Regions from separate parts of the Zea mays genome. Here all the other regions are linked to region 1. A link is a contact called in public Hi-C data. All regions are on one chromosome and are shown on one strand. The core of a region is the stretch at or near the end of the contact, and the rest is flanking DNA. Distances in the headings are between cores, read along the strand shown. Region 1 holds the start of LOC100280285 (pectinesterase). Region 2 has its middle 44 kb from the start of LOC103650113. Region 3 has its middle 81 kb from the start of LOC103650113.

Region 1 (3,339 bases), core at 440-2,939:
GGCAAGCAGTTCACTAGTGAATGCATCTACATGTTTGAGGGTAAAAACCTTCAATTTTGAGCGTAAAATCCATTAGTTATGATCATAAATACCGAGCTAAAGTGAGGGGCGCTAGTAACTCTGATGCCTAGTATTACTAATCATAAAAATCTTCAAGTTGGAGCACATATAATGATAGATAACATCGTAAATGTTCATTCACTCTCAACCATTAGCTCTCACGTCCATGTGACCACCATAAATCAAGGGATTTTATTAGGGGGTTGATTAGAAGAGTTGATTAGGGGGAATTGATTAAACAATTTGATTTTAATGGCATTTACGAACACCATAAATTAAGGGATTCCCTTTTTACTGTGCATGCAAAAAATATGCATGCGGGACATTGGTGGACGCATCCACATGTTTGAGCATAAACATCCTAATTTTAAGCATAAATATTGACATTGGTAAGCATAAAAATCCACAATGTTATAATAATGGTCAGTGTGATATCACGTTTGACATCCCCGTAACAAATGTGCGTGAATTTAGGTGGTTACCATAAAAAATCGAAGCCACGTGAGAGACGTTGTATTCATCATCATAAAAATTCCCAATAGAATGCATAAATAGTGTGCATACAACATAATCATGGAAGGCATAAACGCGGATCGGTGGGAGAACGACGCTGGACGACGACCCTAACGCCACCGGATTGGCGAACATCTCTGAAGCCACCAGATCGAATGTGGTCTTTGTCAAAGGATGCCCGAGACACGCCGGATCAGAGGAGATCATCGTCTTTAGATGCTGTCACGGGCGGTCACCGTCACCATCGCCGCTCGGCATCGGGCCATGGCCGCCGTATACACTCGCGTCGCCGCTCGGCGTCGGGCGGTTGCCGCCGCTCGTGCCTTGTGCAGTTGAGGCCGCCATGACGCTCGCGTCTTGGGGAGCTGCTCGCCGATGTCACCTAGGGCCGCCGCTCACTGACGTTGCCTCGGTCCGCCGCTCGTGCCTCACACCGCCGCTCGCGTCTCGCGCCACATAAAGCCGCCGTTGATGTCCAGCCACCGCTCGCGCCTCAAGCAGTTGTAGCCGCCGTCATGCCCCGAAACCCAATTTCTAGGGGTCTAGGCTATTTTTATAGACGTCTTGGCATGATTCGGCTAATGCCATAAGATAATTTATGCTGATGGGTGGGGGCAAGCTTGCTCGGAGTGCCTATTTCAATTGTTGTCCTAGGCACACAGCCTTGCTGAAAATTGTCCTTCATTATTTGTCCAGCATAGCACAGCACAGCACAAAGCAGTGCAGGTAAGTTACCAGTTTCCCCCTTCTTTCACTTGCTACAGCTCATGGCAAAGAAAAGTTATTTATTAAGGCTAATAGCTTTGAACTGCAGACAACAACATACCTAGCAAACAGCCAGCCACCATGGTTGAGCATGTCAACCTCTGGACTCTGGTTCAGATGACAACAGAACAATGAGCTAGCGAACTCCAGTATACTCTACTCCAGTAGCAATGTAGCATTCCTTTAATTTGTTGTCCATTAACTGACAAGTGACTAAAGACCATCCCTTATTTTTGGCGAGTCCGGCGGATCTCGGTTCCAATTCCAACACCGACACGAAAGGCTCCTACTTGCTGCACATATATAGGTAGGGCCTCTCTACATAGAGATGCATTGCATTGTGCATTGCATTGCATAAACCTCTCGTGGGAAGTGCAAACACCAAATCCGCAATCTATCTATCTATCAGCCATTCAGGCCTGCAGGCTGCAGCTCTCTCCACTGCACACTAGAGCGAGCTGCCACAGACAAGGACACAATGCCACCCATACCCAAGAGAGGCGAGCATCTCCTGGTCCTCCTAATTGTCGCATGCGCTGCCACCGCCGCCACCGCCGCCGGCACCGTCCCCTTCTACCCGTCCGCGGAGTCCGCCGCCGCCGCGCACTGCGACGGCACGCTGTACCCGGAGCTCTGCCTGTCGACACTCGCGGACATCCCGGACCTACACAAGAAGCCGCTCCCGGACGTCATCTGCGCGGCCGTGAACCGCACCGAGGACGTGGTGGTCGCCACGTCCAGCAACTGCTCGTACTACCTGCAGGACAGGTCCCTGTCGGCGCGGGACCGCCTGGCCATCAACGACTGCCTGGAGCTGCTGTCCACCACGATGGACGAGCTCCGCGCCAGCACCGCCGACCTGGCGTCCCCCGCCGGCAGGGGGTCGGCGTCGGCGGGCGTGTCGCAGGGCGCCAGGCGCGCGACGATGGAGCACGTGATGACGGTGCTTTCGGCGGCCATCACCAACCAGTACACCTGCCTCGACGGCTTCGCGTACCAGAGCGGCGGGCGCGTGCGGCGCTACATCGAGCCGACCTTCCACCACGTGTCCCGCATGGTGAGCAACTCGCTGGCCATGGCCAAGAAGCTGCCCGGCGCCGGCGCCTCAGCGGCGCCAGCGCCGCCGCGGCAGCCGTTCACGGGGTACGGGCAGATGGTGAAGGGGTTCCCCCGGTGGGTGCGTCCCGGGGACCGGCGCCTGCTGCAGGCCCCGGCGTCGGCCGTTGCCGCCGACGCGGTGGTGGCCAAGGACGGCAGCGGGGACTACACGACGGTGGCGGCGGCCGTGGCAGCCGCCCCCACCAACTCGAAGAAGCGGCACGTGATCTACATTAAGGCCGGCGCGTACATGGAGAACGTGGAGGTCGGGAAGAAGCACGTCAACCTCATGTTCGTCGGCGACGGCATCGGCAAGACCGTCATCAAGGCCAGCCGCAACGTCGTCGACGGCTACACCACCTTCCGCTCGGCCACAGTCGGTAAGTACACTGCTACTATGTTTGAGTGCTTAATTACATTCTAATTGCTCGCATCGCATCGCGCATTAAATTAAACGACCCGATCCGGTACTGCCTGTTGTGTTGACACCCGAATCCAATTCACCAGTTCATCATTGCAAAAGCGCATGCAGTGTTTGTACTAGTGGGCAGCACCCACTCGCTACTCTGTCCTGAAATTTTTTTTATCTCGGAGCGAAAAGTCAGGGAAGAATTTTTTTTTTTTTGGGGGGGGGGGGGGGGGGGGGGCGTAGAACAACTGCATAAAGTTACCGTAAAAGAGAGATAGAGAGTATAAAAGTATAGGAGGAAGCATGCATACAGGAGTATATCTTAGCTCCTAAGTACTGTAAGTATATTGCCTGTGTTGGCATGGTATTTCACGGGCTGCTAAATTTCTGCCACGAGTGGCAGCAAGCACATGTGCAGCTTTTGCTGCTGCGCTGGTCCAAATAGCACCACCACCGCCGGTCTACCCCACCGATCGATTTGGCTGCTAGCTAGC
Region 2 (3,339 bases), core at 457-2,956, 240 kb before region 1:
ATATTCGATCTCCAGTCTCCAAATGTCACTCAAGTTGCAGCTGCATGTGCCTGGAATGTCAGTGGTCTACTACTATCTGTTACGACATGCTCTGTGCAAACCCAGTCGACGACATCCAGGGCGTCGGAATTCAGAAACAAGTGGAGAAACGGGCCACAGTTTGTGGGGGTGAATGACAGCTGAAGCGCGCGGCCACACGCGATGTGCAATACGGCTGGCCCGGTCGCCCTACGCTACTGGCGCATGCTGCCTGTCCGGGCAGCAAAGCAAGCGCGGAGGCCAAGGAATAGGAAACCGAGTGATCGAGACGCGGCAAGAGTTCGGCCGGTCAGAGAATGCATGTAGTGTCCACAATCCACGTTCAGCAAAGCTGGGATGCATGGCAATGGCTTGGTCGTCGGTACGTGCCAACAACGTCTGACAACGGCCGGATGAAACAGGGAGGGCGTGGTTCTTGACCCGATCGATATGATGGCGCTTAGTTAGATTAGAAAACAAGAGAAGCATTGTTATGGATGTCCCGGTTGAATTAGAACAGATAGCGAGATTTTTATATCGACTGGTATAGATATGGTTCCAAAAATCTTTTAGTATCATTTAGTGGCATTAATTGTTACTAACCGATGTTAAAGACTCTTTTTAGTTAAAATAAAAAATATCTCATTTCTAACCAAAAATGTAGAATGGTAAAGAGGGAATATTCGAAGCCATAAGTATTTGAATTCTAGCACACATGTGTACATATTTTATGCAAAATTCATATGACTTTGACTTGTAATGTGCATGTGTGTTAGACAATACATCCTCCATCAATAAATGTTGGTCGTTCTCACTTTTCGAGAAGTTAAACATTTTAACTTTGACTATATTAATATAAGAAAATATTAATAGTCAGTATCATTAGATAGATCTTTGAATCTATTTTTGTAATAAAATTATTCGAAGATACAAATGTTGCTAATATATCCTATAAATCTAGTTGAACTTAAGAAAGTTTGACCGGCACGAATACCTTAGTGACAAACATTTGTGCACAAAAGGAGTAAATTTATAATTTAGTCCTAGTTGTATAGTGTTGGTTACAAATTTAATATTATAGTCAATTCTTAACCAATATTGAATACACTTTCTCTAGAAAAGTAGTGATACTTTTCTTCGGTCCTTATTGTATAGATGATTGAAAATATAATATAATACTATAGCCGATTCTCAATCAATATTCAAGACAATTTCTCCAGTAAAGTAATGAGTTCTTTTACTATCACATCACTAAATTAGAACTAAAAGAAGTAATTTAGACCCTGCTTGAATCCTCAAGAGCTAATTGTTAGCTAACTAATAAATTAATATATTAATTAACTGAGTTAAGCCAGCTAATAAACTAGCTGGGTGAGCTAACCATTAACAATTAGTTAGGAGTGTTTTGTAAAGTTTATAGCTAATTTTAGCAGCTAACTATTAGATTTAGAGGCTTTAACCATGGTCTTACATACTCAGTTTAGTTTAGGCAGCACAGCAGTGGGAGCCCGGCTTATCATCCACTAGGACACCCTAGGGAGCAGAGAATGAGAGGAGTCTGCGCTGCGCGTTCCACACGCGAGCCGCCGGTTAATCTGGCACCGGCGCACTGCACTACACACGCTCCTCGTCTTGGAGAGTTGGAGTTGGATCATGCTTGTCGTTTTCGACGTCCCGCTAGAGTGCTAGACTAGGCGTACGTAGCCGGCCATGGCTGACGGACTCACCTAGCCAACACACTTGCTTTCTGGACCTCTCATACTTGTATAAACTGGGCTTATAGTCTCTTGGGCCTTAGAAAAAGGTCTCCAGCCGAAACGATCCAAGCCGATGTCTAGGGTTAGACCAAATACTCGTGGCTCATCAGCTCGTTCGATTTATAGTCAGTCTGATTTGTTGGCTCGAATCGATTCATTTGAATTTTTTCACGACCTGAGTTAACATCATCTTAGCTCGGTTCATTAACGGACCAACTCAATTTGTTAACAAGCCAGCTTATTACGAGCTAAACGAGCTATCACATTTCAACAAAACGATAAATATGTTATATGTATGTGTGGTGTCTATGGACTGTGAGTTAAACTGACAATTGATGAACTAATATCCATGTGTTAAATTGGTATGTGCGAATATGACTGTGGATTAAATGGATGAACATGTGTGTGAATTGTGAGTTAATGATGAATTGATGAGTTGTGGTCTAAGAAACTATGAGTATAATTACTAATTTCTATCATTAAATTGGTTTGGATTTAACTAGAACTTGATTATTACATATATTATTTTTTTTTTCTGTTGTGGCTCGCGAGCTAAACAAACCGAGTCAAACTGACTCTGTGGCTCATTAGCTTAACGAGCCGAGCCGAACCAGCTCGTTATTTTAACAAGACAGTTCGAACTCGAATAAGCTAAACCAAGTCAGCTATCTCAATATCCAGCCCTACTCATATCGTCACATCGATCCTTCGCAGCCAAGCTAAAGTATTACACGTGCGGACTGCACAAATTTTCACATGGGACCAGTCGGCGTGAAGTGGTATGCCAACCACACGTAAGTGCGAGCGGCCCACATCTATACGAGCGCGGCCCATCGATGCAGAAGTGCGGCCGGAGTAGAAGCGACGAGCGAGTGCGGCTTGTTGATAAACGAGGTATCCGAGATGTGGACCCGAACCCTCTCGTCAGTTATAGACAGCAATTAGAGCTGGACAAAATACTCGTTACTCGCTGGCTCGCTCGGTTTATAGTCAGCTTAGCTCGGCTCGGATCAGCTCGTTTGAATTTTTTCACGAGCTGAGCTGACATCCTAGCTCGGTTCGTTAACGAGCCAGTTCGCGAGCTAAACGAGCTATCATATTCCAGCAAAATGAAACTATATGCATATCATTTACAGAATAATTGATTAACATGTTATATATATATGAGGTATCTATGGTCTATGAATTAAACTAATGATTAATGAATTGTGTCTATGTGTTAATTTGGTCTATGCAAATATAATTATGAGTTAAACTGATGAACATGTATGTGAATTGTGAATCAATGAGTGATAAATTGTGCTAATTTGGTGTTATATTGACGTGGTTTGTGAAACTATGAGTATAATTGCTATTTTCTATTGTTAAATTAGTTTAAAATTAACTAAAAATAATTATTATGAACATTTTATTTTTTTTTCTGCTCTGGCTCACGAGCTAAACTAGCCAGCTCGAGCTCGTAAACGAGCCGAGACGAGATGACTCTGTGGCTCGTTACCTTAACGAGCCGAGCCGAGCTCGCTCGTTATCCACCCCTAACAGCAATTCAGGCGTGTGAAAAATA
Region 3 (3,339 bases), core at 625-3,124, 200 kb before region 1:
TAACCTGCACTAATATCTTTATAATCAAGGTTGTTGGCTATTAGTGTTGAATTTTACAGGATCACCTATTCACCCTCCTCTAGGTGCTCTCAAAAGGATCCGACGAAAACCTTCCTGAGGACAGCCCAGTCGTGGATGGTGTCGATTGGTAGATGCTTGAGCGAGGCCCTCGCCCCCTTCGCAAGGTGGATGGGGAGGAACTGGATGATGAGGTGGTCGTCCTTGATTCTCGCCATGCGGCAAGCAAAGTGGTAATCCTCAAAACAAATGCCAGGATTTTAAGACCCGTCGTACTTGGGAATGTTTGCTGGTGCCCTTACCTTTGTAGGGAACTGTGCCTTCTGGTTTGCATGGCCAAAGGTGCGTGGCCTCGACCCGGGTGGGCTGGGGCTATGCTTGTGTCTCTTTTTACGTGATTGCTCGACCTATTCTTGCTCCCGACGCCGATTGTTGATGATTTGTTGGGCATCACACATGTGCTCGATCTTGTTTATTGGGAGGGTTGTGTCCCCCTACTCCAGGATGAGGGCGTGCACGGGTCGTAGTTGTCCACGCCAGGGGGCAACTGACGATCAATTTTGGCTCGTTGCACCACGACTTTCTCCACTAAGTTGCAGAGGTTTTGATACACGCCCTTGCCTCTGGTTCATCGAGGCTCGGGGATGGACCGAAGCATCATGGTTTTCGTGACCATATTCTGACCAAGGTTGAGGAAGTACTGCGCCTCGTTGTGGCCCTCGACGAGCTGGTCACAGACCTTCCTCGCCTGAGGCTTCTTGGCCCAAGGCGCTTCCGCTCGATGTAGTCGTAAACCCGATCGAGTTTACGGACGAGGGTGTCGAGCTCCTCCCAGTGATGGAGGGTGGCATTGCGGGCGAGGATGCGCGCCTAGCATTTGTGCTGGTACTCTTCTTCCTGGTTAGGGGACTCCTCGTCCCCTCCCCCATTGCCGTTCTGTGGCAGTGTTGCCACGAAACAGACCCTTTCAGCCACATCGTCGGCGTCAGAGTCGGACTCAGTCGAGCCGTGGCTCGAGTCTTCCTCGATCAGGTCGAGTACGTATGTTGGTTGGTGGCTAATAACAGCCACGAGTGTTGAAGACGAGGCTCCTATTGCCTGCTGCTTGATGGCGGCGGCGAGCCGATTAAGGTGCCGCTTCTCTGTCTTGCTCCTGGTGGAGCATGTGGGTTCTGCGACTGTGGTGACAGGAATGTCGAGATCGATGAGGCGGAGTTCGTCAGTGACGATGGCGAGGAAGTCAAGGGAGCCGAATGTGATGTGGCTTCCAGGTAGAGATGACAATGGGGTTCGATCCCCGATTCCCCGCGGGGAATTCCTCCATTGGAGGACGGGGATGGGGAAGTTTGTTTCCCCACGAGGATGTATATGGAGAAAATTCTTCTCTTGATGGGTAAACGGGGATGGGGACGGAGAAGTATTCCCCATCTCTGTTCCCTGTGGGACCCATTAAACCTACACATGATGATGTTTTCGTGTACTATTTAATGATAAAAATAAATAATTACATTGTCTAGAGATCAATCATTGTATAAATATATTTATTTTGATGTACGCATAATAATTTATTAAATCTAACAATATGTATAAGTAAAAATATTTTACATTAAAAATAAAGAATGCATGTCTTAATTATAATTTAAACCGACGAGACGGGACCGCACCGTGGAAGAGAATCCGATCTAGCGGCGCGCGACAAACCGCGTTACTCTGGGGCAGGCCGGGAATCGAATCCAGAGAGGAATTTGACTACAGTGGGACCGCGCACAATTCATGCGCAAATTGAAGTCGTCGTCCCAATAATCTACTAGTCGGATCAGATGGGCCTGCACGAGCCATGCTTTGCTGCTCACCTGCTCCGCAGACTACAAGTGTATGCAGGAGCGCGTCGGCAGCGCGGTCCACGTGGTCAGCAGCGGCTATATATGGCCAAATAAATACATCCAGCTAATGCGGCTATATCAGCATTCTGGTCTGGACCCATCAGTAGGTAGATCCCATTCGCTGATATACTTCTTTAGTTAAGCTTCTTGTGCCTACATTTGTTTTCGCCCACACAAGTAAAAAAACCAGCAATGTTTTACTGTCGAAACGTAGGAACTAGACAAAGTTGACCATTAAACTGATTTTTTTATAAGTAAGACTTTATTAATTTCAAAGTGTCGCATCAACTTGATATAAAGAATTAAAATTTCTTCCCGCCTCTACTCATCAATAAGCATACAACCTAAACAAAAGTAGCACACACTCCAGTGACAACCAATCCGACCACTAGATTGTCATCAATAAGCTTGAAAAAAAAGACCTTAGCCACCTGCCCCAAGAAACACGTAGCCACCACAACCGTAGCTTGCTGGTCCGCCTTCTGCAGCACCGTCCATGCACGGAGCCAGTAGGAAATAGCATACATAACCTGCAACGGGGAATAGATCGTTTTTCTCTTAAAAACAAAATTATTTTTGGTTAGCCAAAGAGCCCATCAAACTGATTTTTAAATAGTTTCTCTTTAATTTTCTCTTTGAATTTCAGAAGACTTATTTACCCAAAAAGCTAAACTGATTCATTTGAAGCAGAAAGAAAAGATTCCAATACCAGAGCTTTTCTAAAATATGTAGTCTATTTGATGATGCTTTATTTGGAACTATTAAAGTGCTTGTTTCCACTTTCCAGTGACGGACTCCTTTATTAGCGCTAATGTATCTATACACATGTAGCAAGTAGTAAATTATAGTTAAATGTAGGTAAAGATTAGGCAAAGCTATATGTTTATAGTATAAGTAATATATCTTTGTCTACGCTCTCAAAGATTTCTGGGTCCACCACTGTTTGTTTCTAGTGCTATATCGCTAGTAACTGCACCTACTATTCATTGAAGGAGACGAGCAAAAAGAGGTGAATATGAGCCTAATCCAATTCTCTTTTGATTCCGTCCATTGTCTCAATTTAAATCCCAAAGCGCTCGCGTACAACAAAAGCACCGTGGGAAGTACATGTGCCAAACAGTGGATAGATGTAATCAAGAGAATCACAGAGATGCAACAGAAAAGACTGAAAAAGATAATAAGGATAAGAACAAGAGAATAAGCTCACAAAATGCCGAGTAAAATGGACCTCCTCGGGATGCTATACTATACCGGATCCTCCTGTACGAATATCTGTCTCCCCCATGAGAGCTCAACGTAATAGTTTTCAGCATGAGCAGTTTTGTGAGAAAATCTTAAAACCCTATCAAATGGTATCTAAAATTCATGAAATTTAAACCATAGACTCACACACCATAGGGAAAATGCTCACAAAAAATCAGATCGAAACGTTAAGGTA

What was found. A called contact is a pair of places that touch in the nucleus more often than the background predicts.
Region 2: a contact with region 1 is called in a Hi-C map of leaf, with 3 times the contacts expected there. The contact joins the enhancer-like site here to the promoter of LOC100280285 in region 1. A contact is called at or near these places in 7 of 25 Hi-C or Micro-C datasets (bundle sheath, ear, leaf and 1 more) and 1 of 3 datasets of contacts at active chromatin or transcription factors (leaf).
Region 3: a contact with region 1 is called in a Hi-C map of ear, with 2.2 times the contacts expected there. The contact joins the enhancer-like site here to the promoter of LOC100280285 in region 1. A contact is called at or near these places in 6 of 25 Hi-C or Micro-C datasets (bundle sheath, ear, endosperm and 2 more).

The regions. Positions count from the first base shown.
Region 1 is chr3:56,808,411-56,811,749 of Zm-B73-REFERENCE-NAM-5.0, forward strand. LOC100280285 (pectinesterase) reads left to right here and starts at 1,690. Exons shown (of 2, transcript NM_001153213.1): 1 at 1,690-2,816. The coding sequence starts at 1,817.
Region 2 is chr3:56,572,090-56,575,428 of Zm-B73-REFERENCE-NAM-5.0, forward strand. No RefSeq gene overlaps it. Among protein-coding and RNA genes, the nearest start is that of LOC103650113, 44 kb to the left of the region's middle. Within about 2 kb of position 1,707, at least 18 of the 20 cell types and tissues checked have an H3K27ac peak or open chromatin away from gene starts, as enhancers often do. A contact at or near this core is called in bundle sheath, ear, leaf and 1 more, where this site is marked.
Region 3 is chr3:56,608,372-56,611,710 of Zm-B73-REFERENCE-NAM-5.0, forward strand. No RefSeq gene overlaps it. Among protein-coding and RNA genes, the nearest start is that of LOC103650113, 81 kb to the left of the region's middle. Within about 2 kb of position 1,875, at least 16 of the 20 cell types and tissues checked have an H3K27ac peak or open chromatin away from gene starts, as enhancers often do. A contact at or near this core is called in bundle sheath, ear, leaf and 1 more, where this site is marked.